Linked DNA regions of Mus musculus: region 1 is linked to region 2. A link is a contact called in public Micro-C data. All regions are on one chromosome and are shown on one strand. The core of a region is the stretch at or near the end of the contact, and the rest is flanking DNA. Distances in the headings are between cores, read along the strand shown.

The links. Hi-C and Micro-C count contacts between places; a contact is called where the count stands out from the background.
Region 1: a contact with region 2 is called in a Micro-C map of stem cell-derived neurons, with 5 times the contacts expected there. The contact joins two enhancer-like sites. A contact is called at or near these places in 3 of 15 datasets of contacts at CTCF or cohesin (the NIH/3T3 cell line, large pre-B cells and pro-B cells), 37 of 484 Hi-C or Micro-C datasets (the C2C12 cell line, CD4 T cells, the NIH/3T3 cell line and 27 more), 5 of 115 datasets of contacts at active chromatin or transcription factors (embryonic basal ganglia, embryonic forebrain, forebrain and 2 more) and 4 of 9 other capture datasets (adipose tissue, embryonic stem cells, liver and 1 more).

The regions. Positions count from the first base shown.
Region 1 is chr5:123,430,352-123,434,066 of GRCm38.p6, forward strand. All of the region lies in intron 1 of Mlxip (MLX interacting protein), which reads left to right. Among named protein-coding and RNA genes, the nearest start is that of Mlxip, 37 kb to the left of the region's middle. Within about 2 kb of position 1,855, at least 34 of the 459 cell types and tissues checked have an H3K27ac peak or open chromatin away from gene starts, as enhancers often do. A contact at or near this core is called in cerebral cortex, oligodendrocyte precursor cells, stem cell-derived neural stem cells and 1 more, where this site is marked.
Region 2 is chr5:123,234,163-123,238,059 of GRCm38.p6, forward strand. It overlaps Psmd9 (proteasome (prosome, macropain) 26S subunit, non-ATPase, 9), which reads left to right. Exons shown (of 6, transcript NM_026000.2): 2 at 432-534. Among named protein-coding and RNA genes, the nearest start is that of Psmd9, 7.9 kb to the left of the region's middle. Within about 2 kb of position 1,814, at least 41 of the 459 cell types and tissues checked have an H3K27ac peak or open chromatin away from gene starts, as enhancers often do. A contact at or near this core is called in cerebral cortex, oligodendrocyte precursor cells, stem cell-derived neural stem cells and 1 more, where this site is marked.

The sequences.
Region 1 (3,715 bases), core at 605-3,104, 200 kb after region 2:
TAGTTCCAGGACAGCCAGAACTACACAGGAAACTTTCTTGAGAAAAATAAATAATAAATAAACAGAGGGCTATAAGATGGCACATTTAACAAACAAGCAGCTCCGTTTGCGAATGGAACAGGTGGGCAGGGAGGGAAGCAGGGAAGGAAAGAGAGGAGCAGCACGTCTCATTACACAGTGTGCAGTCTTCTAAAGACAGCCAGAGGCCGGGCGTGGTGGCGCATGCCTTTAATCCCAGCACTTGAGAGGCAGAGGCAGAGGCAGGCGGATTTCTGAGTTCGAGGCCAGCCTGGTCTACAGAGTGAGTTCCAGGACAGCCAGGACTATACAGAGAAACCCTGTCTCAAAAAAAAAGAAAAGAAAAAAAAAAGGAAAGATAACTAAAGACAGCCAGAAGCCCGTGCTGGTTCAGTGGGATAGATTTTCCTATTGTGCAGGAATTACCAGCTCAGAATAAAAGAGGAAGGAAAACAAAGCTAGGAGGAATGTGTGTAGAAACTTCACAAATGGTAATGATTACTGTAATTTTACAACTAGAAAAAAGACTAACATCTCAGTGGATGGTGGAAAACTGTGTAGGGCTAGTAGGATGGCACACGCACGCACACACACACACACCTCAAACTCATGGTGCTCTTCCTGTTTGAACCACTTTAGTACTTGGCCTACAGGAACTCATGTTACACCCAGTCTTACAGAGATTGTATTAATTATGAAGTTCTTTAACAAATGATGCAAATTAAATGAGTCCATCACTGCCCCCACTCCCACCTCACCTCCAAAGTCTGGTTCTGTACCTTATTCCAAAGTAATTAGGAGCACTCAGGGTTCTAGGTTCAAGTTTATTCTCCTGGCACATAGGCCTCTCGACCACCCTTAAACTAGTATATGAACCTAGAGTCTGAGCATGCTGAAAACACGCTGAAAGTAGCATCTCCAGCAGGAACATTTGACTGTGGCTTTAAGTGATACTGAACTGTGAATCCAGTTAGGTCCAGAATGTAATTAATGCTTTAAATACCAGAAACAGGCACAGCCCTTACTCTGTGCCAAACACAGATCCTTCTTGTGGTCCACCCAGTGCTCCCGCACAGTGGATAGCTTGGCCATTTTGTTGTTGTGGTTGTTGTTTGATTTTTTCAAGACAGGGTTTTTCTGTAGTCCTGGGTATCCTGGAGCTCACTGAGATCCGTTTGCCTCTGCCTTCCAAGTACTCGAGACACCACCGCTAGCAGAGCATTGCCATTTTGTAAGGCAGGCAGCTCATGTGACTTGTTTAGAAGTGGACCACTGTGCTTTCTAGGCACATACTCTACCCCTGGCCTCATTACCTGCTCTTCAAGCCACTCTGCTTTCTGCATTTGCTTAGAAGTGGTATGGGTCTGGGACAGTCCCTTCATGTGGATGACAAGAGCACGGGTCAGTAAAGATGACAGAATGAAGGGGTGTAAGTGAGGCCATACCACTAGCAAGGCAAATTGTGTCCAGCTTTTACTCAGGTTGCCATACCTTTTGTGTTTGTGAAACTGTTAATTTCCTGCTCTTTTTGCCTAAGGACAAACGTAAATCTGCACAAATGCACCAGCACAGGTGACTTACTTGTCTTCACCCATGGCTCCCACACAGCTGGTGTTTTCTCTAAAACAGGGCCCTTCGGCCCGTGTTCCTGAGCCCGGCTGCCTCGGTCCTCAAAGCCAACTTCTCCACAGCACGTTCACTTCAGTTTTAAAAGCAAAGATGCCAAGTGGCCCCCAAGGAAGATGAGTTTCAGACACAGGAGTAGGTTCTGAAAGTGTCCCTGGCTTCTATAGGAGGTCGTCTGCTGGAGGGGTGCCAGGGTGACTTTTGCATTGTACTTGTGGTAGCTAGTCCCCATGTCCTGGCTCCTCAATACGTCTTTGTCCCTCTTCAGCCTGTTAGTTTTGGCTCTGATAGCCTTTGGATCGAGGCCAGATCCCAAGACAAGCCAACAGAAATGACTCTTTGAAGCAAAAGAGTTGGAGTTCTGGAGGAGAGACAAGATGGGACATTATTATCCCTCTGCTCACTCTTTAAAGGCAGCATTTAATAACCACGATCTGCCTGGCTGGGTTTGTGCACAGAATTCACTCAGTCACAAGTTTTTGTCTCTGTGTGTGGCTACTTGCCTTCTGTGATCAACTAGAAGGCCTTATAAGGCTGTGCCTGAACTTTTTCCCCTTATTTTCAAAAAATAACGCATTCCTATGTTTAATTAGTTGATTTTTATCCCTCGCCCTTTGTATGTATGTGGAGACCTAGAGAGATGGCTCAGTGGTTAAGAGCTCTTCCAGCAGACTTGAGTGCAGTTCTCAACATCCACTCCAGGCAGCTCCAAGGAATCTGACTGCTGCAGGCTCTGTGTGTGTGTGTGTGTGTGTGTGTGTGTGTGTATGTGTGTGTGTGTGTGTGTGTAGACATACAGAGATACACATAAGGCACTGTGTGTGTGTATGTGTGTGTACACAGACATACAGATATAATCTGAATGCTGCAGACACTGTGTGTGTTTGTGTGTGTATGTGTATACATGCGCTTGCGCAGACACACAAATATACACATAAGTAATTCTTAGAAACCAAAACAAATGGAGCCAGGGTTTAGTTCAATGGAATTGCACCAGATTAAAGTCCTGGGGTCAATCCCCAGTATAGTTTAAAACCAGGAAGCCATGTTTTATATTTCATTGCTTGTTATTATTTTTATTTATTTAGTAATGCCTTGTATAAAATTTTGCCTGTTTATCAGCATTTTATATCAGCACAAGTATATTTTTGATTATCTCAGAATGTTCAACTATGTAGATATACTTGTATTTTAATAAATCTCTTTTATTGAATATGTACTTCATTTCTAACCTCATCTTACAACTTAATATCCCCTTTTGGCTTTGTGCCCATGTTTGAATGGATTTGTGGAATTAATTCCTGCAGAATAGATCTTGGCTTAAAGAAACATGTAAAGTATGATTAGAAAGTTGTCAGCTTGCACTTCATGAACACTCGCTTGTTTTTGCCTGTTGTTGTCCTCAGTGCCAATTCAATGATGAGATCTTTCTTTTCTGTCTTGAGCTGGCTTGTAAATGTGGGTAGTTGTTAGCTGCTGTCTCGTTGTACCTGAGAGAACACCTTAAGGGAGAAAGGTATTCTGGTATAGATTTTTCAGAGGTGTGGAGGGACATGGTGGAGCAAAGTTCACCTCATCGTGGCCAGGAAGCAGTACACAGACAAAACGAAGTTGGGGACAAGGTCTTTCTGGGATGTTTGTCCAGTCTACTTCCTTTCATCTAGGCCAGAGGTTCTCAGATGGTTGTGAGCCACCATGCGTTTGCTGGGAACCAAGCTCAGGTCTTCTGAAAGGCAGCAAGTACTTCTAGCCTCTGAGCATCTCTCCAGCTAGATACTTCCTCTTAACTTTCATAATCACTCAATAATGCCATCAGATTGTAACTATTTATCAATGGATTAATCTAGTGATTGAGACAGGGTCCTCGAGATCTAGTCAATTAAATGAAAAAACAATAATAAATAAACAACAAACAAATAGCAGAGGTCAGAGCTGGAGCTTTGGAGACATGGTGGCCATGTCTTGCCACCATGAGATAATGGACTAAATCTCTGAACTGTAAGCCAGCCTCATTTAAATGTTTTTCTTTATAAGAGTTCCTATAGTCATGGTGTCTCTTCACAGCAATAGC
Region 2 (3,897 bases), core at 564-3,063:
CTCATGCATTGCTTGCATTATTTTTTAAAGACTTCATTTTATGAATGTGTATATAGTGTGGCCCGGGGCATTGATGAGGAGTGCATATGGAGGTCAGAGGACAGCTTTGTGCAGTTTGTGTGCCTTTTTCATCTTCATGTGGACCCCAGGAATTGAACTCAGGTTGTTGGTCTTTAATTCACTGATCCATCTCTATGACCTCGTTGCTTTCATTATTAATACTTAATTAAAACTGGTACCCACTGCAGAGGGTAGCTATAAGGACACAGTTACAGAGCCTGATGTGTGCTAAAGACATCACTATGTGCTAAAGACATCACTGTGTGGTCCTCGTTTCTTTCATCATGAGTTAGAAGTACAAAGGTCTAGGGAATTGCATCTTGGTGTTTTCACCTGTGAGATTTTTTTTTAACCACATCTCTTTCCTCCAGCAAAAAGGAATTGGCATGAACGAACCGCTGGTGGACTGTGAGGGCTATCCCCGGGCGGATGTGGACTTGTACCAGGTCCGAACAGCAAGGCACAACATCATCTGTGAGTGACCCTCGCTGGGGCTGTCTTGGCTTGTGGTGGGGTTGCTGGAGACACAGGGGGTGATTAGCATTGAGCACTGCAAAGCTTTTCTGCTTTGACACAATTACCTTGTCAAAGTAAGGAACTGAGAAGCAAGCGGACAGGGTGGATGGCAGAGTTGCATGTCGATGGCTTTATTATTATTTTTTTTTATTTTAAATACTTTGCTTCAAAGCTAAATGTGGTGGCACACGCCTTTGATCCCAGCATTCAGGAGGCAGAGGTAGATGGATCTCTGTGAGGTTGAGTCCAGCCTGGTCTACAGAGTGAGTCCCAGGCCAGACAGCTGAAAAAAAACCCTGTCTCAAAACAAAACAAAACAAAAACAAACAACAAAAATCCATGAACAAACAAACAAAAAAACTTGGCTTCAAGCTGGGCATGGTGGCACACAGCTCTAAGGCTAGCTGTTTGAGGCCAGTCTGGGCTGCATACAAAAGTACAGAACGGGGCTGGGGAGATGGCTCAGTGGTTAAGAGCACTCACTGACTGCTATTCCAGAGGTCCTGAGTTCAAATCCCAGCAACAATATGGTGGCTCACAACCATCTGTAACACAACCACCTCTTCTGGTGTGTCTGAAGAAAGCAACAGGGTACTCACATACATAAAGGATTTTTTTAAAAAAAGTAAAAAAACAAGGAATGAAAGCTTTACTTTGTTATGGGACTTCATTGAATTAACAATGGAAGCCCAAATCAGTCACTCCCCAGCCCCATGGAGTCCATGAAGTAGGTTCCCACTGTGCAAATAGCAAAGACCCAGGCTGGCTCTCAGACTGAAGTATCAGTATAAAGGCCAGCAGAACCAGGTTCTGCCTGTCTTCAGGCCCATGGCTGTGTTCAGGCAGGAGACAGGCGACAGGAGGAACGGTCCTGGCCTCCCACCCTGAGTGTGCCATTGGTTAGCATTTTCCTGCCAGGAAGGCTGGGCAAGCCTGTCCCGCTGCAGGCCCATCACTCTCCTGAGGGAGTCTTACACATGGTCTTTGTCTTAATGAAGTACCTGTTAGAGAATGGCACCTGCAGAGGACACTGGGTTTGTGTTTCTGTTATAACAAGCCACAAGACTGTATTGTGTCTGACAGTTCTGGAGGTGAGACAGCCAGAAGGTCTGCTGACAGAATCCAGGTGTCAGTGGGGCTGGCTCCCCCTAGGGGCTGGGGCTGGTGGTGTATCCTTTGTCTTTGCAGAGGCCACCTGTGTTTCCTGGCTCTTGGCCAGGATCCTCTGTCTTTAGAAGTAGTGCTCACATCTTTCTAGCCTTTGCAGCTGTTATGGAATCTTGTCCTCTCCCCCTCCTGCCTCCCTCTTTAGCTTGTTAAGACCCGGGCCCTCCCAGAAAATCCAGGCTCGTCCCTTCTCCCAGGGTCCTGAGGTCACATGTGCACTGGCTTCGGGATGAGGGTGTGAACATCTTTTACTTGGCACTGTAGATAATCAGCCCTCCATCCCAGCTGTACTAGGGGGTCAGTCACCCATGGTTTGCATTTCATGATTTCCACTGAGTATGCCGGACTCCGGCTTTATCCACAGTGTTTTGGTAAAGGAGCTGCCTTTATAAGCAGGGTGCAGAGTAAGATGCACGCTCCCTTAAAGCCACAGTGTGGGAGAGAGCACCTCAGAACATCCTTTTTCCCCTGAAGATTCTGATGTTAAAAAGGTTCAGTCTTACAGGAAATAAACTGAGGAGATGCGGAGAATAGGGAAACTATGTGAAGACTGCAAATGTGAGGGAAATTCTGAGCTTAACCCCAAACCCCTGAGCCCCCAGGGATGGGGCTCACCCCTTCTGCAGAAGCAGGGCCGGGGAAGTTTGCCGAATGCTGATTTTCAGTGCTGATTGACTTCGTGTCCCAACAGCATTCTTTCCGCTGACTTGAACTGCAGCAGTGTTATATTCTCTGTGTTTGTGTGTGGGTGTGTGTGGGCGCACATGCCCTGCTGGGAGCGGAACCTGGGGCTTCGTGCTAGAGCTTACTGTACCACTTAGGCTTTTCAGCTATGCTTAGCCTATTTCTGGACGCTTTACACTGTTCTACTCCATGTTAATTTTATATCATCTTAATGACTTTATTATGTGTTAATAATATGATTGAACAATTCCCCCTTATTAGTATTCTTTTGAAAGACAATTCCCACAAGTTTAATGTATTCTTAAACATGGATTTTTCTTAGGGAACAATCCTAGGCTTACATTGAAATTGGGAAAGTAATACAGAAAGGTCTCATATGCTGAGTCCTTAGTCGCTAATCACCAGCAAGTGCTAGCATGGTACATTTGTGGCAGCTTAAACTTAATTTTGAAATAATTGCTGCAGAAGTGTTTACCCCCAGGCAATGAAAACCTTTTGAATTCTGATATGGAATTGTAATATATCAGCAACTCAGTCATTGGTCCTCTCACCCACAGCAGTGTGGAGAATACAGATTGTGTCTAAGACAGTGACTCTACTGTAAGCCTCCCTGGCCTGGGGTCTGGTTTTTCCCCCTCACATCTGCCTCTGTGGACTGAGTACCCAAGTCCCCTAATGCCTGCGGGCCCTACCTTTGCTCACAGTGACAGGCAGGCTAGATGACCACACAGCCACACAGCCCCACAGTCACGGCTCCTGCAGAGTTGGAGAGTCTGTGACCCAAGGGTGCCACATGTGGATTGGCTATCAGGGCGATGGCAGCAGGCGGCCTTGGAGACTGCGGAGAGTTCTATTGATCCAGTGGCCTGGGTTGAATAAGGACTGGGATCCAAAGAAGAAGGAAAATATTTTTTTTTAGTTTTAAAAGGACATTAAATGCCGGCTGCTTGCAGGACCAGTCTCCAGACCTGCTGGACGACCACGGTGATTCATTTTGTTTTCACTTTTATTTACATGTATAGGTGTTTTGCCTGCATACGGTATGTGTGCCAAGTGCCTGCAAAGGCCAGAAGAGGACATTAGATCCCCTGGGACTAGAGTTACAGACAGTTGTGAGCCTCTATGTGTTGGGAATTGAACCTGGGTCCTCTCCAGTGCTCTTAACTGCTGATCCATCTCTCTAGCCCCTGATTCAATATTATAAATCAGCTTTTAGCACTAAAACTTGGAGGCAGTCTCCTTCTCAAAGTCCTCAGTTTTTAGCCTTTCTAGGAAAATCAAAGATTTGGCAGCATTAAATCTGCCTCTCACGCCTCATCAGTTGCAAGAGCCCAGTAGTAGGTGCCTGACTGACACTCAGCATCCCACACGTGGCTCACTAGGCTCTTGTGTCTTATCCACCTCCTCTATTTAAGAGAAAAAAAAAAAGACAGGCTTGTATGTATTTGAGGCTAACCCTAAACAAAATAC